2 separate regions of the Gossypium arboreum genome follow, and region 2 is linked to region 1. A link is a contact called in public Hi-C data. All regions are on one chromosome and are shown on one strand. The core of a region is the stretch at or near the end of the contact, and the rest is flanking DNA. Distances in the headings are between cores, read along the strand shown. Region 1 holds the start of LOC108482846. Region 2 holds the start of LOC108466615.

Region 1 (4,584 bases), core at 1,477-3,976:
AATGCTTCGGGGACATCATAATGAGAGCTTTGTAACAAAACAGTGAACCCACCACACAATCATATAGTAGGACTTTCTACTTCTGCTTTGGTTCCTGCATTAGCCGCAATAGTGGTCAAAGATGAACTAGCTCTATCGGCATCGACAGATTCGATATGTAACTCTATTATAGCATTTTTACTTGAGCAATATGATGATATGATCGCCTCCAACTCAAGCTCGCCTTTCACATTAAATAGATCATACTTAAAGGGGTTAACTGATGTCAGATATCTACATTGCAAGCTCGAAATTCTTCACAGCTCGAACCCTCTACTTTCTTCCTAATTTTAATTCGTAGCTCATACGATTGAATGGTACGGTTGAAAGCAAATTCCATGAACTGAGCTCCTACAAATATGACCCCAATTTTCTTATTACATATTTGACTGTCGTAGTAAATGACGAATTTCACTTGTCAACTCATTTTAATTTTAAAAAAATTATATATTTAGAACCAAAAAAAAAAATTCAAATGGATACCCAAAGAAATGAAGACGACACTTGCAATGCAACTCTTCAATGTTTTATATGAATTTATTGCGTGTTTAAATTCTGAATATTTTGATATTTTATTAGCAAAATAGAACGATGAGAGAGGGAATGCGTGCTTCAAAATGTATTTCAAAAGACATGCTTTCATTGAATAATAATAATAAAACATTCTTCAATGCTCGAAAAAGTGCTTCACAAATCAAATGATTTCATCAAACACATGCTTCAAAAGGTGTTCAATGCTTTAAAACATGTTTCAAATCTTACCCTGATCCTGGGAATCTTGGGTAATATTTGAAACACATTTTTCAGATATTTAATGAAAACGTTGGTGCTGCAATGCATTTTTGGCCACGAGGATTTTTTTCTTTTGCAATCTCACCCTTCTCTCACACCTACAAAAGTGAGACTTCCCCTATATGCTCTATCATTCCTAAATTCATCATCTCTATCGGCCTCCATCCCTCTAATTTACATTATTTTTATCTCTTGGTTTCTTCTTTACTTCAGTATTAAAATTTTTGTCGCTAATAAAATTTTCGATTTGCAGTATTCTTGAGTCGTTGGTGATGCAATATTGCTCCGAGATGCACACATTTCATATATCTTGTTAAGATAGAACCATTACCTTGGAAACCTATTCTGTGGAACTTGGGTTTTGGGGTGATTTTGTTTTAAATGATCATGGATAGAAGTCTATGTAGAGGTCTCAGTCGAAGACCATGATGAGTTCATGGATTGGAGTATAACAGGGAGCCAGTTAATCGTCATTATGCGGGCACGATCTCAAACTTTTCGAATACCTAGAGATGTTGCCTTATAAATACCATACAGAAGTTTAAGGGCATACTCATAAGGAAAACTGTAGGGCTTCCCGCTATAATCAGCGTAATTTTTTCTCCATTTTCACTCAGCCAGTATCTTTAACCTTCATTCTTATCCAAAAGTCAGCACTGCTGTAGACATAAAAGGACTCTTGAGTAGACAATGTTGTTGCGGTGCAGTAAAGGTAATGCTCCTTTCGAGGTGACAATAGTTGCCGTTATTAAAGAACCCATTAATAACTACAATTGTTGTCACACCGACCAGAGTCTGACCTCTACTGTGTTGGAACATCCACTATCTGCCTGAGAGCCCTCTTGTGCCTACTTCGATGTCAGCCTTTGGATAAGAATGAAAGGTTAAAGATATCAACTGCCTGGAAATAGAGAAAAAATTATGTTGATTACACCAAAAATCCCTTCATTTTTCCTTATGATTATGGTCTCAATCTTATGTATGGTACATATAACGCATCATTTGCGGGTATCCAAAAAGCTTGAACTCGTGACCGCATAATGGGTATCAACTGGCCCTCGGTTATACTTAAACCCGTGACCACATCACGTTCACTGACTGAGACCTCCACTTAGACTTCGACTTGTGACCGTATCAAGCATTGTCACCCCGAAACCTAACTTCCGTAAGATGGGTTTCTGAGGTAATGGTCCTATCCCAACATGACATATAAAATGTATGTGTTTTGAGACACATTAATGCATCCCCAACCCCTCAAATCTACTTATAAACTTTTTACAGTTTCACTCCTAAAATTCTAAAGCCTAATTCTTAACAAAAAAAACCTTAATTTTTAATTCAAAAAACTCTAACCCTAACCTTAAAAAATAAAATAAAAATATTGAGGAGAGAGTATGAAAGCGCGTCTAGCTAAGTGCGCTTTAACATTTTCACTCTAAAAAGACCTATTTCCCTAAAATTAAAAAAAATAACCTAAAAAGCCAATTAAAAAAATCGACATATATTAAAAAAATTTACATATACTACTAATTTAGCCCATTGATATCTTATATTTTTATATTGCTGCAAATTAATCAAATTTATAAAAAAATTCTAATGTTAAGATAAACCTCTTAAAATGGTTTAAAGTTGTATAGAACTAAACCATCAAAAGAATTTTTTATATTGAAAAACATATATTTCATCGGATTAAATAATTTTCTTCCTCATTAACATTACTATCGTTTTTATAGTTGATTTTATAAAAAATTAAATTCTTTGTTCAATAGGTAGAAAATTATTTTTAAAAAATAATTACAACAAATGAGGAAAAGAAAAATACAAGAAGGAAAGCCCATTAAAACCAAGCTTCCCTAGTAGAGGCCAAAAAGTAAAAACTTTGATAAAGAAAAGGGGATTTCAAGGGTGGAAGATTGAATTGTTATTTATGTAATTAAAAAAAAAAAACCCTAAATTCAGAGATAGTGCTTGAATTGAATGAATAAAATATTTGGGTTTAATTGTAAGAACTTAGGAATTGATGAAGTCGCATGTCAGATCACAGCAACGTAAATAAACTAAGAATCCTAAGTTTACAGTTTTACAATTTACAGCAATGAAACCCCCTGCATTCCGTTCATTCAGATTTCTTACCAAAAAGATCAACCAACCCTCTCTCCACCACCACCACATTTCTTGAGATCCCAACCACACCCACCGTTCATTCAGATTTTCCGAGGCTCAGTGCCTTAGCCTTCATTCTCCTAACCCCACAAACCTCTCATCTCTCTCCTTTGGATATCAATGGCGGACTATGAGCCAACACATCATCAAACCATCCCCAAGGAAACGGCTCTTCAAGCCTTAAACACTATAATCCAGCTCCATTTTGAGAAAACCCTGGAAAAGAAAAGAGCTATCGATCTCCAAAAGAAAGAGCTCCACAAGCTTTTCCAGCTCTTCTTCATCTTCTTAGCCCTCGTCTTCATGGCTCAAGCTCAGTCCACACGTCTCCAATGCCGCCATTGTTGGGCACCCATCACTTTGCTTTCCCTTTCCCATCTTATCTTCTACGTTTCAGTGGCCCAGACCTTGAGGTGCATCAATGGGTTCAAGTACCAGAGAAGGTGCCACAAGCTGACTCTTGGCCTGGCTACTGATAAGCTTAGAGAAATGAAGATGAGGATTAACAATGGCGAGTTCGTTGATGGGTTTGGAGAAGAGGGTGAGTTCGAGATTCATTACCAGGAACCTCCTGAAACTTACTTTGCAAAGTTCAAGAGAAACTGGGCATTGCATTTTGGTTTCCTTATCTTGATCTATGCTTTCATGGTTTCTTCTACAGTTGTCTTGCTTTGTTTTTAATTCATTTGGATCATTTTTTCCCCAGTGTTGTTTAAGAAGAGGAATTGATTGCTTTATGTGTATATCTTGGGTTAGATTCTTGAGGCTCAATATTAAATCAAGAAGAAAAACTTGAAAAATGATGTTTATTATTCTTGAATTTATTATTATTATTATTTTTTTTTTGTCTTTTGGATAAAAGGCTTAATTGTTAATGATGAAAGTAGATCTGCTTTTTATGTTGAATGTAGATTGCGAATTTGTATGTTTGCTAGCAGCATTTCTTGGTGAGGATAGAGATAGTGGTTATTGTATAAAAAGGAAGACTGATTTTAAACGTAGTTGGCTTGACTCCACTACTTTTGAGGTGTTGAACGTTAGAATTTAGAGCACACCATCCATTTAATCTTGAAATTTGTTTTCTAAACCGATCTAATCGAACTGACTTCGAGTTGGTCGGTTCGGTCGATTAACCCAAGTTTTTGTCCCTGTAAACCATTTTCAAGCGGCATACAAACATCTCAGCTATACTTTATCTTGCTGGTCATGTTTGCATGCCAAATTATAAGGGGGAAGATCAAAGTTGAATGCCGGCTGGCAGGCGCAGGCGCTGGATTGCAACGAAGGTCGAAGGGGGCAGCTTTGCTATTTTTTTTTTCTTTCTATTTCAAGAAGAAGACATTTAGGAATTAGGGGTTCTGTTCTGTTTAGTTTAGACAAACACAACTAGGGCTCTTTTTTTAAAAAGAAAAAAAATTGGGTTTTAAAGTCTTTGGGTAAGATCAATTGGTTTGCTAAATTTAAACTGGGTTAGCCGGTTAGTTTTTTGGGTGTACTTCGGCTTTAATAAATATTATAAATTATAAGCCCGTTTGTCGGTCAATTTCAAAACCGACTCCTTTATTGACCAAACAGACGAAACCGACATGG
Region 2 (4,644 bases), core at 313-2,812, 470 kb before region 1:
ACCGACTCTCCCCTTTTGATCATGGGTTGCTCAACAACTCAAAACTCGATTTTAAACCTTTGGAAAAACCTTGAAACTCTTGAAGGGGCAAATATGAAGAGAAACCCAGAATCGAAAACCAAATGGGTTATAGAGAGAGTGTGTGGTTCGGCATTGAGGGCCTCGAGATTTGGGATTTCGGGAACGCACGAGCGACAAGAAGAAGCGGCGCAGCTCGGGGAACAAGAACCTAGACTTGTGCTTTTTCTGCAACAAAGCTCTTTCTCTTTTTTTCTCTTGGATTTGTGTTGGTAAGGGAATGGTGATGATTATATCTAACAATATCTGTAAACACCAACAAGTTAGCCAAAATTAATGGCAGAACAGAACGAAATGGGGAAATTTTGGAAACTCCATAACACCAAATGAAGAAGGTTTTGAACATGAAAATATGGAAACTCTGCTAGAATTTAAAAATGTATAATACTAATGGTAATAGTAATAAGGACTAAATTATTCTTAGTACCCCGATACAGCAGAATTCTGAAGGAAGAAAACTGACAATTCAGCTTTTAAGTACTGAAGAGAAAAAGAAAAGTTGTGAAAAGTAAGTTGCACATCGTAGATTATTGGTGTAAATAAAAGTTTTAAATTTTTCTTTTTCAGAAAAAAAAACAAAAAAAAAGACTTAACCTTTAAAAGCTAGTACAGTTGGTTCTGTTATGTGATTTAATTAGGCTGAGTTTTAAAAGGCCAAGAAAGGGCATTAAATGGTGGGAATTAGCCAGCCTATGAAACACCAACACTAGCAGCAATAGGCTCAACAACACCAGTTCAACTTATTTAAGAGAAAAGGGTCCCCAAAAAAGCACAAAAAGAATAGTTAAAAAAATAACTATATAATTACAGAGGCTAGGGGTCTCTACTGAGCTAGCAACGGAACCATAAATGGTTTAAAAACATATAGGTAGGCTGGTTTCATTTTCAGCAAGCCAAAAACAACACACCCTCAGATTCAGACCCTCTCTTGGGTTTGGTGTTGCAGCAGATGATTTTATGTTTATCTTTTAAGTTTGATAAAAACAGGCGAACATGAAGAAGAGTGTAGCTTTGTTGATCTCAGTTTACCTGTTCTGGTTTTGAGTGTGTTGGGTGCTTCCCTCATCTAATTTGATCTGTCTGTGTCTTATTTTAGAGCAAAATTCCGGGTTTTTTGGGGTGTTGCTGGTACCTAATGCAAACCAGATCATCATCAAAATGGGGAAGGTTTTCTTACTTGGGGATTCTGGGGTTTCAATTCCATCTTCAACAAAACAAAAGATTTCATCTTGGGATTTTTATCACGTCATCATTGAACACAAAATGAAAGAAAGTAAAAAAAAAAAAAAAGGAAGAAGAAGAAAGAAAGAAAGACCCTTTTTTCTATTCCATTTCTTCTACTACATATAGGTATATAGCTTTTGAAGTTACACCAAAATCTCAAACAAGCTTTGCCATTTTCGTTCACTACAGTTTCATGAGGGACATTTTATTTGCTTGTGGTAAGAAAGTCTAAGATTCTGATTACGGGATTGTACGGTGGTGACATTGAAGAAAATAAACTGAGATGATAAATATGGGTGATGGCATGAACCAGTCGGCAAAATATCAAAAGCTTCCAAAACCCAGTGTCACTTTCTTTGCTAATGGCAAATGGGGTGGCCTTGAGACCACGCCATTTTCACCTTTTTCCCTTTTTTTAAAAGAAATTATTTTCCAACCCATTATTTGATTTAGACTTTTGGAGTTTTTTGGATTATGTTTACAACAATCCACCATTGCCACTCCCATTGAAGCCTTTCATGTGTCAATAAATCTCATGATAACCTGATGAAAAGGATTTGGATAATAACCCAACCTTAGGCTGCACTAGTGGTAGAACAATATATATATTTATATATATATATATATATATATCTTTGATGTGTATGTGTTGTTTGACTTGAAAAAAAAAAAGTTGAAAATGCCATGAACAATAGAAAAAAGGATTTTGTTTTGTTATTTTCTATATTACATCTTTCTTTTCAAGGAAACATAAAATGAATTTGGAAGGATAAACATTATGCATCTGCAACGTTGATTCACAAACAAACGAAAAAAAAAAAAGTATTCAATGTGTCAATGGATCTAATATTTTTGTTATGATTGGCTAACATTTTTTTATTTTATTTTTGCACTCATAGAATGAGGAGGGGATTAACAGCAAAATACAACAAACAGAATTAATTAATGTCAATAAATACAGAAGGTAGAAGAAAAAAAAAGGCTATCCACATGGTTGTTTATTTGTTTATTTTATATGAATAATATAGGATAGATTTAACTAAAAAATTTACAGGACCGATTTGAACACCCAAACTTAGCTTCATCTCTCTCTATTCCATTGCTCCATTCATTCCACAGTGTTTGCTTTAATTACGACCTTATGTTTACCTTAATTGGTTTGCAGTTTTTATATATATATATATATATATATTTAGGTTTAGGTTAATTTTTAAAAATATTTATCAGGATAGATAATTCAATTAGATAATTATATTTTATTTTAAAATGTAATTAAAACACGAGTAAGATAATAAAAATATTAATATATTATTATTTATAAGTGATAAGCTTAAATTACTAAAATGGTATCTAAACTATACTATTTTTTTATGCTTAATTTTTTATCACAAATGGTACTTAAATTATATTTTAATACCTAAGTTATGCTTTGTTACCCAATTTACTCTAACCGTTCAAAAAAATTTGTTAGCCAATAATTTTTTGACACTTAACACTTTAAGTTAAAAAATAGAATTAAATTAAGTTACGAAAAATTAAAGTTAATTAAATTTAACACTTTACAATTTTTTTACACTCTCTCCCTCCCTGGCCCCACTTTCCTCCGCAATTCTCTTACAATATTTTTCTATTTTACTTCTTTTCAGAATTTGAATTTCATGTTTTATTTGAGTTTTTTCATTATAAAGGTTCAAAGAATATTATCTAATTTATGTAAAGTATATAGAAATGAAGAGAAAATTATTTTTAAAAAATAATATATAGGTTTTGGATCGAGGTAAAAAGGAATCAACATCAATGTTTAAAATGGAAAAGAAAATCACCAAAAATCTGGATTTTGTTATCAAATATTGGGTTTGATGAGTTTGGGGTTCTTGAATTTTCTCATTGGAGTTTTTGCATGAAGAAAAAAGAGATGAATATTTTATAAGGTCTTTAAAAATAAACTCAAAGAAAAAATATTTGTTTTTAACTTTTTAAGGTAAAATTTGACATATGTCATAAAATGATTGCTTAAGATACTTTTTACAATGGTTAGGGTATTTTGAATAATGGAGTATAGTTTAGGTACCACTTTAAGCAACGAAGTATAATATAAGTGTCACTTATGACAAAAAAAAAGTTAAGATACTAGCATGAGAAAAAGAAAATGATTTAAATACCATTTTTGTGGTTAAAACTTAATTAATAATTTTTTGAATAATTTCATTATAAAATTTGATCATATTTGTTCTTTTTGACATAATATATATAACTATTTATAATCTCCCATTAACTTATAAATAAGAAAAAATGCGCTTCAATACACTCGAACTCATATTCTCTTATATGAAGAATAATGCACATACTAATTGAATTATGACTCTAGAGTTAAATAATAATTAAAAAATGTATTCCTGAATATTATATAGCATCCTAAAAGAATTTGTGATTAAATTAAAGATATTATTGTCACCTCAAGCTTAGTGCCGGGAAACTTGGAGTAAAAATGAGAAATCGGGACCTACAGTGGTAATCGCGAAAATCAAGACAAAGTGAAGGAATCAATTTGGTGGTATAAAATGAATTGACTTAATTTTTAATAAAATTATTTAGTATTTCTAAATTGATATCTTTTCAGAAGATTGGGAAAATTAAAGTAATGTTTAATTAAAAGAGATAGTTACAATATAGTTCACATCATCTTGAAAACTTAAATGCAAGACAAATAGGTGTAAAATCAAGTTGGTTGCCAAATAATGGTATTATATTTATACCAATACCATATGTCCTTCACTCACACTACACTTAAAATTTAGACATTATATTTTATCATTCATAAGTTTTTTATTCTTTCACCCATTTTGAAAATGACTAACTATTTCCATTAAAATTACCACTCTCTTTTAAGAATATTTATTTCATAATTTCTTTTTCTTTAATGAATGTGATATAATATAGTTTTAGGGTATTTAATATTATCAAATTTACAACTCATTTAGAACCCTAAAACTAATATTTTATATATATATATATATATATATATATATATATGTGTATGTATAGGTGTAAAATCATGTGGCTTGTCAAATTCCAAGCAGATATAAAGACAAACACAAAGTAGCCAAAATTGTGACCAATGGTAAAGGAGCAAGAAAGATGGTAAAAGGAAAAACAAAAGGCAGTGGTTTTGGCAACAAACCCCCCAGCCCTTCAATTATTTATGGTATTTGCTTTCTTTCATATCATTAATTAATTTCCTTGTTTCTTCACTTATAACATCTTCCTTCTTCTATTCTCTTTCTTTTTAACTCTTGCGCTATCATAGTTTTGTCAACCTTCTTTCCTTTCACTTTCTTTTCT

Evidence for each region. A called contact is a pair of places that touch in the nucleus more often than the background predicts.
Region 2: a contact with region 1 is called in a Hi-C map of leaf, with 4 times the contacts expected there. The contact joins the promoter of LOC108466615 here to the promoter of LOC108482846 in region 1. A contact is called at or near these places in 2 of 5 Hi-C or Micro-C datasets (both in leaf).

What each region holds. Positions count from the first base shown.
Region 1 is chr10:14,753,605-14,758,188 of ASM2569848v2, reverse strand. It overlaps LOC108482846, which reads left to right and starts at 2,726. Exons shown (of 1, transcript XM_017785932.2): 1 at 2,726-3,900. The coding sequence starts at 3,115. The coding sequence ends at 3,675.
Region 2 is chr10:15,224,686-15,229,329 of ASM2569848v2, reverse strand. It overlaps LOC108466615, which reads right to left and starts at 1,562. Exons shown (of 8, transcript XM_053020582.1): 1 at 1,108-1,562; 2 at 1-324.